Linked DNA regions of Mus musculus: region 1 is linked to region 2. Evidence: chromatin contacts called from public ChIA-PET data. All regions are on one chromosome and are shown on one strand. Each heading gives the region's core, a stretch centred on a gene start, on an enhancer-like site or on the middle of the called end of the contact. The rest is flanking DNA. Distances are from core to core; before and after follow the strand shown. Region 1 holds the start of Ccdc38 (coiled-coil domain containing 38). Region 2 has its middle 29 kb from the start of Gm40742.

Evidence for each region. ChIA-PET counts read pairs in DNA pulled down with a chosen protein or histone mark.
Region 1: an RNA polymerase II ChIA-PET map of memory CD8 T cells shows a contact between it and region 2, with 80 read pairs. The contact joins the promoter of Ccdc38 here to the enhancer-like site in region 2. A contact is called at or near these places in 2 of 39 promoter capture datasets (the 3T3-L1 cell line and hippocampal neurons), 4 of 115 datasets of contacts at active chromatin or transcription factors (bone marrow-derived macrophages, effector CD8 T cells, embryonic stem cells and 1 more) and 3 of 9 other capture datasets (adipose tissue, liver and pancreatic islet).

The regions. Positions count from the first base shown.
Region 1 is chr10:93,537,348-93,543,860 of GRCm38.p6, reverse strand. It overlaps Ccdc38 (coiled-coil domain containing 38), which reads right to left and starts at 3,229. Exons shown (of 16, transcript NM_175488.6): 1 at 3,052-3,229. It overlaps Amdhd1 (amidohydrolase domain containing 1), which reads left to right and starts at 3,828. Exons shown (of 9, transcript NM_027908.1): 1 at 3,828-4,027; 2 at 6,496-6,513. The coding sequence starts at 3,891.
Region 2 is chr10:93,398,784-93,404,826 of GRCm38.p6, reverse strand. No RefSeq gene overlaps it. Among named protein-coding and RNA genes, the nearest start is that of Gm40742, 29 kb to the left of the region's middle. Within about 2 kb of position 1,961, at least 63 of the 459 cell types and tissues checked have an H3K27ac peak or open chromatin away from gene starts, as enhancers often do. A contact at or near this core is called in bone marrow-derived macrophages, effector CD8 T cells and memory CD8 T cells, where this site is marked.

The DNA of each region.
Region 1 (6,513 bases), core at 1,980-4,479, 140 kb before region 2:
ACCACCTTGGTGGTGGTGTATAATCAAAAGTTAGGTTTTCAGTTTGTAGCCAGTATCTAGTTGTAGATGTTCTCAACCTGTGGGTCTGGACCCCTTTGAGGGGACTGAATGACTTTCACAGGGGTTGCCTAAGACTGTTGGAAAACACAGATATTTACATTACAATTTATAATGGTAGCAACGTTGCAGTTAGGAAGCAGCAATAGAAATCACTTTATGTTTGGAGGTCACTGCAGCGTGCACGAGGAGCTACACTGAACAGTCTCAGCGTTGGGAAGGTTGAGACCCGCTGTTCTATGGACCAGTTCTCCCTGACTGCAATGCCCTCCCCATCTTTCTCCCCACCTCCACCCACCATGGACAAATACTAGGAGGAAAAGCTGTGAACTGTGGCCTTCAACGGTGTGGATCTATCTGAGCCAGCAGTTTGTTGTTTACCCACAAGCCAGGGACCCCTGGGTCCTTGGCCTGCTCTATGGCCCGCCTCTTTTATTAGGTCAAAAGCGGATCAGAAGGGTGAGCAAACACCTGCTTGCTTGACCTCATTTCACCCTGCTGGCGTCAGGCTTGCTGTTTTGTGTGGACTTTTCTGCTGACCTTTCTGATGGCCTGTTCAGTAAACCGAAGGGGGAAAAAAAGAAAAAAGAAAAACTTAACTGAGAATAAAGGGTCAAGAAGAAAAGGGAGGCCAGCGGGAGGGGGTCCTGATGTGAGTCTGGTGATGCAGGAGTGTAAAGGCTGTGCTAGGAGGATGCTGGAGAGTACCAAGAATTTTGGTGCTTTAAAATGGTGTGTGTGTGTGGGGGGGTGCTGGAGGGATGGCTCAGGGGTTAAGAGCACTGACTGCTCTTCTGAAGGTCCTGAGTTCAAATCCCAGCAACCACATGGTGGCTCACAACCATCCCTAATGAGATCTGACACCTTCTTCTTGTGTGTCTGAAGACAGTTACAGTGTACTTAAATATAATAATAAATAAATCTTTGGGCAGGAGTGAACAGGGGCCGGAGCAAGCAGAGGTCCTGAGTTCAATTCCCAGCAATCACATGATGACTCACAACCATCTGTACTGCTACAGTTTACTCATATAGACTAAATAAATAAATAAATCTTTTTTTTTAATGGGGTGTGTGTATGTGTACATATGAGTCAAGTGTCTGTAGAGGGTGTCTGATTCCTTGGAGTTAGGGTTACAGGCACTTGTGAGTGGCCTAATGTGGATTCTGGGATCTGACCTTGGCTCCTTGGAAGAACAATAAGGACTCTTTAACAGCTGAGCCTCACGCATGCACGATCAAGTCTTTGGTCCTAAAGCTTCCTGTGTCTATACTTCCTGTACCTTTTGTTTGCAAGCAGCTCTCAGGCAGCGCCTCCTTGGACAGTCAATCTGATGCGTTCAGGCCACCCACTGACATAACTACCCATGAAAAAGAAGGATAATTCCTTTTTAGGCTTCCTGGGAATATATAAACCATAAAAGCACAGTGTGTGGTACATTCTATGAAGCCAGGGGAGAAACTGGTACTTTAGCCAGTCAGATCCCTAAGCTAACTGTCAATCAAGGAAAATAGCATTAAAATAGCTATGTCCACTGTTCCTTTACATGCGAGTATTAGCCCGAGTGACCCACGTTTTATCTGAAGGTCAAACAAATCCACAAACTACAAGCAAGCGTGGCTATATAAGGCGAAGACAACCGTGCCTCGGGGAAATTTTCAATTGATTTCCTGAGAACAGGTCAGGGGAGAACTAACAGAAGTAGGCATTTGTTGAACCCCAGTGTGAACCCATCTTTTATCCCTGCAATTACCTTTGCCTGCCAAAAGTTAACAGGTTAGCTAAAATTTTAGAGTATAAAAATTCTCTAACCATAAGTGACTCTGTTTCTACCCTCTGCCATTTCTACACCCCACCCCCTTTCTTCTTTTAATTTTTTTCTTTGACAGTGAGTCACTGTGTAGACCAGGCTAGACTGAAACTCACATAGCTCTATTACCACCCCTGGTTAATCTCTCTCTCTCTCTCTCTCTCTCTCTCTCTCTCTCTCTCTCTTGGCAGTACACAGACATTTGTGGTTGTGTTTCTGCTTTGTGAGCAGCTGTTGAGGTTTTCACTCACATTATTTTATAACTTCCTTCTTTTGTTTTTGTTTTGTTTTTTTCTACCCCATCTCTATTTTCTTATAGAACATGGTGTGGACCTAAAGGACATTTGCTTCTAGTCTGTCGGAAGCTATTTTTACTGTCTGTTTTATTAATGGCTATAAGGTGACCCAAAATTATCTTTGTGATTTGCAGAGTAAGCCTGCTTTTATGGTATTGTTTTCAGTCCTTGACCCTGCCACCCCCATCTCTTGTAGTATTTGTTGGCCTGGGCAAGGGAAGAAAATCTCTTATCTTTTTAGGAAACATACCATAGAAACTAAATAACTTAAGGGTGATATAGTCTTTAGTCTCAGCACTGATGTGCAGTGTGTGTGTGTGTGTGTGTGTGTGTGTGTGTGAGTGGGGGTGGGGAACCAGGGAGAGAGAGAGAGAGAGAGAGAGAGAGAGAGAGAGAGAGAGAGAGATCTGAATTAAAAGGCTATCCTGATCTACATAAAGGGCTCCAGAACAGCCAGGGCTACACAGTGAGACTTATCTCAACAAGAGAAAAAAGACCAAGGGGGGGGGAAGCCCTAAAACCACATATGTACAAATAGCATTATACAGACCAAGTGGGCTGTATTTATGTATTTAGGGACACACACACACCATAGAAAAGGTCTTGAATTTGAAAGAGAACAAGGGTGGTTTAAGAGGAAATCAGGAAATGATGTCATTGTAATCTCAAAAAATTTATGTGTGTGTGTATATGTGTATGTGTGTGTGTGTGTGTGTGTGTGTGTGTGTGTGTGTGTGTGTGTATGTATTCTTTACAAATCCTGCCTGCCAGTTCTTTAAACAATCTGGATACTGTCTGTCTACAACCTTGAGTGCAGTGGTGTGTGTGAAAGCCACCACACTCGGGAGGAGGGGGGGAGTGTCAGACACCCGGGTCAAATCTGGTTTTACCTCAACAAGTCTGGATCACTGTTGAGACCTATCCTTCAAGAAGGCGGTCGGGACAAAGCAGACAGAGGCACCAAACTGATACTCTGTGTCTCAGCTTCATCCTTCCCTGCTCCAGGCTCCCTTCATCCTGGGAACCGCTTACTACCAGGCCCAAGCGCCGATCTGGCCAACCGAACACGCGTGGCACCCGCAGCCAGGCTAGGAGGGTCACGCGGACACCGTGAGCCTCTGCCCCGTGCCCCTGTCGCCTGTCAGCGCAAGTTTGCTAGGTTCAAGTTCCAGCTCCCAGGGCACAGTGTGTTTTTGTCTCTGTTTCTGTCACTGTGTCTAACACACACACATACATACATACACACACACACACACACCATGCACACTCACACCACACGCATACACACACCCCACTGTGTCTGCCTCTGTTTCTGTCACTGTAACACACACACACACACACACCACTGACGTCTCTGTGTGAGCCCTTCCCAACAACACTTCACTTGGCCACTGCACCGCATCTACCTCGCCCAACTTGATCACTTCCGGTGGTGGCTAAATTTCAGTTTTGTTTTGTTTTTAATCCAGAAGTTAGGGGTTGGGGAGGGGGTGATATAACCATCACCTCCTTTACTCCAAACCTGGAAAGGAGACCTGAAAAGACTGGCGTCCACAATAAAGTTTATTCCAACTTTATTCCAGGCGCTCTGGTTGGCACTGCTCCTGTCCCGGTCACTGGCTGCTGGCCAGCTCCCGCCCCACGCTGCCCAGCCCCGCCCCGCCCTGCCCGGGAGCCACAGCTCGCAGGCTCTCCTGTCCTCCGCAGCCCGCCAGCGGCTAGAGCGACAATGACGAGCAGCCACCGCCTCCTGCTGGAGAACGCACAGCAAGTGGTGCTGGTGTGTGCCCGCGGCGAGCGCTTCCTGACCGGGTCTGCGCTGCGCAGCCTGGCGGTGCTGGAGGGCGCCAGCGTGGTGGTGGGCACGTGAGTAGCCAGTAGCTGGGGACAGGCGAGATGGGGTTCCGGAGCGAAAGCTCTTTCTCCAACAAAACACCTTCAGGGCATCTTTCATTATGATCATTGATCATTGATCCCATTATAGCTTCTAAAGTACTGGCTGGTGGGTTTGCTTTGTTGTTTCCAGAAGAGTCTGTAGACTCTTTTTTGCTCTAAAATCCCGGATATTGATCCAGGTGTGCAGTCCCAGCACCCAAGAGGCAGAAGGTGAGGTCTGTAGTCTAAGGCCATCCTTGACTGTATGTAGAGTTTGCATGTGAGATCCTGTTTCAAAAAACAATCAAGAACTTAAAAAAAGAAAGAAAGAAAAGAAAGGAAAGAAGGAAGGAAGGAAGGAAGGAAGGAAGGAAGGAAGGAAGGAAGGAAAGGAAGGAAGGAAGGAAGGAAGGAAGGAAGGAAGAAAGAAAGAAAGAAAGAAAGAAAGAAAGAAAGAAAGAAAGAAAGAAAGAAAGAAAGAAAGAAAGAAAGAAAGAAAAGAAAAAGAAAAAAGGACAGGGTTTCTCTGTGTAGCCCTGGCTGTCCTGGACTCTTGTAGACCAGACTGGCCTCGAATTCACTCACAGAGTTCCACTCATCTCTGCTTCCCGAATGCTGGGATCAAAGACATGCCCCTCTTTAAAAAAATACTTTTAAATAAAACTAACATTACATCTTTTTTCCCCCCTCAAAAAGCACCTGTGGTGTGCATTATGTAGTCCAGCATAGTGGCCATGTCTTTAATACCAGCACTCTGGAGGCAGGGGTAGACTATTCAAAGTCAGCTTGCTCTACGTAATTCCAGGGCAGCCAAGTGAGACCATGTCGTAAAACAAACAAACCTACGGCTGACCCGCAAAATCACTCAAGCCCTGCATCAGGGAACTAAGGTTAACACACAGGCGCTTTGCTTTGGGGTTGTTTTCTAAAGTAAATAAAAATGTGTCAACACTCACACCTTTTAAAGAGAAGGAATGAATGTGTATTATTTTGTAGTTTATTCTTTTTCCCACTTAGTAGTAAACAGTAAAGCCTCACTATTCCATGTTAATAGTTTCTAAAGGGCCAAAACTCCTAACACCTTTGGAAGGTGGTTTCTAGCTTCCTTGAGTAATTATGTTACTGGATGTGCACTTTGTTCAAACATGACTCCAAAACCCACCACTGAATGACAGCCCACATTCTTAGAAGGTGGACAGCTGTGTGGTTAATGTGGTCCTGAAGAGAACCCCACACCCCCAGAGTCATCCCACACAGGCTGAGGCCATCAGAGATCTCCATCGTAGGCCTGAACTCATTTAAAGTCCAACAGCACACATGAAGTGGTGTGTGCTTCAACCTCCAGCTCTCCGCAGAGCCCTTTGCCCTGTGGCTCCTGGTTAAGTCAGCTCCATGTCAACCAGGACAAACCTCTGACAGAAGAGGAATTCCTAAGTAGGGAGTCCCAAGTGAGGGCTTTGTGTTTAACCTGCATTCATAGGTCAGCTTCCAACCTGTCTGGTCCTTTCCATCACTGGATTTACTGCAAAGTGGGCATTTTATAGAACTTGGCCAGATAAAACGCTATCCGGATTCAAAAATCAGAATACAATTTTTTTCAAAATTCAAATGTAGTTTCTTGTTCTCTTCCTGAATTTGCCCTCCTCTAAATGCACCCCTCCCCAGTTAGGTGAGCTTTCCATCACTGTGACAAAATGCCTGGGACAGGAACAAAGGAAAGATCTAGTGGGTTTCACTGTGCCCGGCTCCATCACTCTGAGGCCTTGTCACCACAGGGCCAAATGTCCTGGTGTCAGGGTGGGGCACAGGAGATGGAAGACACTTATCCCATGGTGACCAGGACGCAGAGACACAGAGAGAGAAAGGATCCAGGGAGAAGATATAGTTTTGAAAAGCATGCTCCCAAGAACTTCTCCCTTCAGTCACGTCCCATGTCCTAAATTCCAGCATCTCCCAAATACCCCAACAACTTAGGAAGTTATCAATGCACTGATTCCCTGATGAGACCAGAGCCTTCTGCTCTGTCTACTTTTCCAGAGCCTTACATCGGAGACCACAGTTTCAACACAGGAACCTCTGGAGGGCATTTCAGAGTCCCAACTGATGGGCAGCAGTGACTAATGGGGAGTCTGGGAAATGTAGTCTTTACTCTGGATGGTCCCGTGTTTCAGGCATAATCTAGGGGTCTAGGACTTTGGGAAAGTAGAACCCTGGTCTTAGAGAAAAAGTAGCAATCAGTCTCTTTGACACATGGTTTGACTTTTTGTGGCCACCATCTCTTTCCAGAGAGAGAGAGAGAGAGAGAGAGAGAGAGAGAGAGAGAGAGAGAGAGAGAGAGAGAGAGAGAGATGGCTAACACCAGGGCATCCAAACCATATTTAAATCATTTATCAGATTTTTCAGAAAAAAAAATTTCCTCAAAACTTAGGCACTCTTTTCTTGATTTTTATTCCCCTCAGTGACGGGCTTATAAAAGC
Region 2 (6,043 bases), core at 712-3,211:
AGTCCTGGGCCCACCCCTGGCCATTTTCATAGCCTCTCCTTTACTTCTCTCCCAACAACAAGGGAAAGAATTTCTGAGGGTGTCATCCCTGGTCTCCTACTCACCGGCAAAGTATTACCACGTCTGACCTCCATTATTTGTTGAAGAATAGGGATTTTATGACCACTATCTTTTTGCTGAAGAATGGGGATTTTAGTCCAAAAACAAAACAAACAAACAAACAAAAACAACCAGGAAGGACCTAATTTTTAGGATAGTAAAGATGGGTTCCGGCTTACAATGGTCTTCCTTGGCATTTTTCACTTTATGATGTGAAAGTGCTAGACAACCCACAGAAGCTAGATACTGAATTTTGCTCTTTTTCTTGTGAATTTTCAATATTTACTTATTTTTATCCTTTGACTACTTCATACCTGTTTATAATTACTCTTAATCCATTTCCCTGTCTTGTGCCCCATCTCCTGCAGAAATCCTTCTTCTTTCCAACAATCCATCCTTCTAGCTCCATTTATTTTGGGCGTGTGAGGCCTACTGAGTTTCCTCAGGGTCTCCTGCATGAGCATGGTTGGAGTTGTTTACTGGAACATGGTCAATTTACCACTGGGGATATGTGTGTGGGGTGTTTGTGTGTGTGCAAGCATGTGTGGATATATGCACACATATATGTTTTATATTTATATATGTATATACGTATATGTGTATATATGTATATATATCACTGGATATAGTTTTTCAGTGATATATATTTTTTCAGTGATGTATATATTACTGAAGAAAATGATACTTTCTCTTCAGGCAATATTAGCTGTCAGGGAATGGTGGGGCTTCTTGGGCCCCTCCACCATCCATGATGACATGTTGGCGGGCCCAACTTTGTGCTGGTCTCATAGAGTTAAGTGCAGCTGCAGTGTGGTAGGAGTGCCTCAGCCAGGTCACGTCCAGAGGACATCATTTTGCTGTGCCTCACTTGAGTTTTGATCTATTCTTGGATTGTTGATATTCTGCATCATACTTCTTCATGCTGCTTGTCACAGCAAGTCACAGAAAGTCACAGCTCATAGCCGTCCAATTATAAAGTTAAATGTAGGGATAATCTCTCATGTACTACATGGAAGCATCAGCTGTCAATAGAAATCTGGTAGCCAATAAGCTGAGGCAGAAGGTGGGACATCCAGCAAAGAGAGAGGAACTCTGGGATATAGTTAGTCACAGGAAAAGATTCCCACCTGGACTTGAAAGTCAGACATGTGAAATCGAGGAGCGGTAACTAGCCATGTGGAAGACATAGAAAAGTATTAAGATACAAGCTAGTCAGAAAACAAGCCTAGTTTAAGGCCTAGGCATTTACTCATTAATAAATAAGATTCTGAGTCATTATTCAGGAACTGGGGTGTGGGTGGAAAGCCTGAGTGGTTACATCTAAACACCCAACACTATGCAGCGTACTGTACTGCTCAGCAGTGACATTCAGCAGTTAGGATTACCGAATACATTATCAACCTGCAAGTGATGTGTTGGAACAAAACACCATCCTAGGAATATCTATAATGTCCTGAATATTGAATGGATCCAGCATTATGGATAGCTAATTCTAGTTTGTTTTTTTAAATAGTGTATATATTTTTTAAAGTTAAGCAATGTGAGCTGAATTCTGCCCTCAGTTGTTTTATAAGCAAGTTTCTAAACGTCCCCTAAGTTTTTGTTTTGACAGCAAAGAACTAACTGACACTTCTTCCTGCCTGTGTTCTCCAATGACCTGTTCCAGCCCCAGGCAGCCCACAGCCGTTGTGCAAGACCTTCAGTCATTTTGACTCCAGGAGCAGAAAAGCCTGGAAGGACAGACCACCCTCCAGAAGAGGACAGTTATATTATGATGGCAAGGAGTGCCTCTTGAGAAGGAGCTTGCCTCCTCAAGAAATAAGGACTCCCTTTGATCACTTCACAGAACCAACACAGTGTGTGGCCACCCAGACCACATCCTGACCAGCGTGGCATGAGCTCAGGGTGTGGAGAAGCAGGCATCAAGATTACCATAAGAAAGAAGGCAAATGCCTTTATCACATAGACACACACAGACACACACACACACACAGACACAGACACACACAGGCACACACATGCAGACACACAGACACAGAGACACAGACACACACACACACACAGACACACACATAAACATACATACACACACACACACACACACACAGGCACACACAGACACACACAGGCACACACATACAGACACACACACACACACACACACACACACACACACACACACACCACCTTCACCACCAGCAATAAAACAGAGCAAGGTGGTGAAGTTCCCAGATGTGAAAATGTGGGAGAATGTAAAGGACCTATAAAGGATCAGGGCCATGGAGGCAGAAGACTGTGGGTCTTTTCCAGCTCTCCAACCCCTTCCTCAGAAGTGTCTTTCTCCTTCTTAAGGAATTGTCTATAAACATATGTATACGTAAATGTACATGTATATACATATACGAATGCATACACACTTTACAGCACCAAGACTTATAGATAACTCATTCCCCCGAGCATCCCACCCCCACCCCGCCGGCCAAATCCTTTCTGTTTAAGCCTGAAGCTTATGTTGGCATCCTGGAGATGAACTCGGGTGACTGAACCTCTTTTTTCTTGTGCTTGTTTTTCCAGGGCATTCGCCTCACCCTGCTTTTCTCTACTGCTTGCTTTCCAATTGACATATTGGGCTGGATGATTAGAGCTTGGCGTATTAGGGCTGCTGACTTGTGGCTTTTACCCAGGAAACTCTTTGACCACACCCCTTTCTATCCAGAGATAACCAGTTAACATTTGAGGAGAAAACTTCCTAAATGTGGAATATAAAAGCACATATAGGCATGCAACTGTAGATAAAATCAGAAACATACAAAAGTCAGGTACTACTGTGCATCATTATTAATAACTAATTATTAATTAATTGACCATGAACATCTGTTACACTTAGCCTGCTACAATTAACAACATAAGCTAGGCGGTTTAAACAGCAGGCATTTGGTTTCTGACAATTCTGAGGCGAGGCTGTCCAAGTCAAGGTACCTGTTGATTCTATTCGTGGTGAGCACCCTTTTCATGATTTGCCATGGCTTCACCTGGTGAAGACAGTGGCCATCTATACTGGTTAGTTTTGTGTCAACTTGACACAGCTGGAGTTATCACAGAGAAAGGACCTTCAGTTGAGGAAATGCCTCCATGAGATCCAACTCTAAGGCATTTTTCAATTAGTGATCAAGGGGGAAAGGCCCCTTGTGGGTGGGACCATCTCTGGACTGGCAGTCTTGGGTTCTATAAGAGAGCAGGCTGAGCAAGCCAGAGGAAGCAAGCTAGTAAGGAACATCCCTTCATGGCCTCTGCATCAGCCCCTGCTTCCTGACCTGCTTGAGTTCCAGACCTGACTTCCTTTGGTGATGAACAGCAGCATGGAAGTGTAAGCCGAATAAACCCTTTCCTCCCCAACTTGCTTCTTGGTCATGATGTTTGTGCAGGAATAGAGACCCTGACTAAGACACCATCTTTCTCGTGTCTCTTCTGGTAAAGGCCCGAATCCCATTCACTGGACTAGAGAACTAGTGACTGTCCATGTCCTAATGACCTTTCAAAGGTTCTATATGGCAAACCCATTCCACTGGGGATTCATTGTTTAATATGAATTTGCTGTGACACATCCAATTCATGACATTTACATATACAAAATAATTCAATCTGTCTGTACAACCATGAGAACTTTAATCTATTCCGTCAACTGTAATGTCTGAGGTCCAGAATTTCTTTCCACATATGAATCTATGAAACCAAATAGCTTGTGTGCTTCTAGTATGCGAAGGGCAGAGGTAAGACAGGTGGCACCGTTCTAGGAGGGACAAGTAAGATAAAGATGTGATGGATTCTAGAAACTCAAATGCTAGCAAGGCAAATTCCGTGAGGCGTTCAAGTACAGACACAACCCTCTTTGACTTTCTGCTTTACGTTTTAGCTCCCATCAACCAGAGTTTTGAAACCCAGTGAGGCAGAAATCTTGACTTCCAGACCCTTGAGGGCCCTGGTCCTTTCTTCACAGCTCTGCCAGGCAAGTGTCACATCCCCAAGGCTCTGCCTCTTGGCTCACTCAAACTGATGTGACAGTCCCCACTCCCTACCTTTTGAAATCAAAGATAGAGCTCTGATCTCCAGAGTCACCTCTTACAGGAGTTCTTCCTTTGCCTTAATGTGCTGTGACCATTTACAGCAGTCTTTCTTTATGGTTCCATTTTATAAAATCCAGGTGGCATACATCCATTCTGCCGACATTCCATTTTGATTCATTAAATGCCAGAAGGCCAAAGCTTGTAACCTAGTTATGAGCTCAAAGAGAAGAGGGAATGGGCTTGGAAAACTCAGGACAGCTTCCTGGATGAACTTATTCAGCACCAGGACACAGAGTCACACAGTCATAGCATGATAGTCTTCATAAAGGTTCTAAACCTTCAATAAGGTCAATAAATTTGATTACATCTGGGAGTGGCCCTTGTTTTTAAATGGTAATATTACACTAAACATCACCATAATACTTCCTTGAGTAAATTTTCTGAAAGGACAGAGAAAAGCCTAGAGTAACTCCAAATATCACCATTTATTTCTGCAGATAACCCAAGGATTCTTCCCTCTGGGGTCTCTTGCATTGACATGTCTGTTGCCTGGAAACTCATGGTGATGGACCATGGGAAAGACATACTGGGATGGAACGCATGTGGGACTTTATGGAACCAACTGATGAGATAGCTGTTTCATCAGGGATGTGGAATGACGGTGGGTCCTTCCTAGACCAGGACTTGAGCACTTGGGAGAGCAATTCCAGAAAGCATGAGCAGAAAAAAAAAGGGCACGTAAGTTAGGAAATAAACAAAAAAGCAGGCTCAGGTTATAGTTTTCACCAATAAACTAAATCCCAGTAGAGACTTTCTGGAAAACCAGGTAGAACATGCCTCAGAATTGCCCCTGGAAGAGCCAGTGGGCCTGGAATGTTATCCAATGCTCCACTCCAGATTGGTTCTAGCTTAGCATGAAGAGCATTAAGCACCGTCTCTATCATTGCAGGTTATGCTTTTATGTAGTCTAACAAGCTCTGTGACGGACGTAGGAAGGAGCCACACACAGGTATGTGGGGTGGGAAGCTCAATCTGCTTGTCCAAGAGTGTGTCCAGAGCTACAGAACTTGGGTGTAGGCAGAGAACATGGGGCACCTTCTACAAATGGGAAGAGGCACAGAGAGGTGGTGAGAAATAAGGACCTGGACTTAGCACATGCCCCCAAAACCCACTCGGCTGACTTCACACGTTTTAACTTTCATCTGCGTCAAGCTCAGTCTGGTCTTCCCTGTGTAGGTAGCTGTGTGAGTTGGTAGGAACAGTCCCAAAGGCTGGCTGACCATTCACTGCGTGCCAGGAACTGTACTAAAAGTGATTCATAGAAAAGCATCTCATTGATTATTTATTACAAGGTATTGGAGATGGATAACTAACTCCCAACTCTTAAACAATCTAAACCCGCTGATCACACAGAGGGTGTATGCCCTAAAGGATAGGCTGAAGGTTGTAAGAACTACAAGTCACTGTGAAGAAGGAGACTTGAAAACATGGGCATAGGTGCTGTCCCAGGAGGATTGACAAGCCAATTAGGGGAAGTGCCTTTGGGAACGAAGCTATGGACTGTTTGGAGGGTAGAGGTCAAGGGGATGTGTTAGAGAGCAGGAAGGGGGACAAAGATCACTGCTTCCAGGAAGCCATCGAAGTATTTTCATACCTGGAGACTGAAACTATAATCCAGATGTGAAGTCTAGAAGTAGGGTGGGGGTGGGGATCATGTCCAGAGGAAATACAGCCACGTCTACCAGAGGGTAGACATACTTTGTCAGGAGGGTAGACATACTTTGTCAGGAGAAGGGCGTTCCAAGCACATCTGAAACACATACGATCCCTGACATATTCCAGTGGCTCTGATTTATGAGTGTTTTGATTTTTACAATACC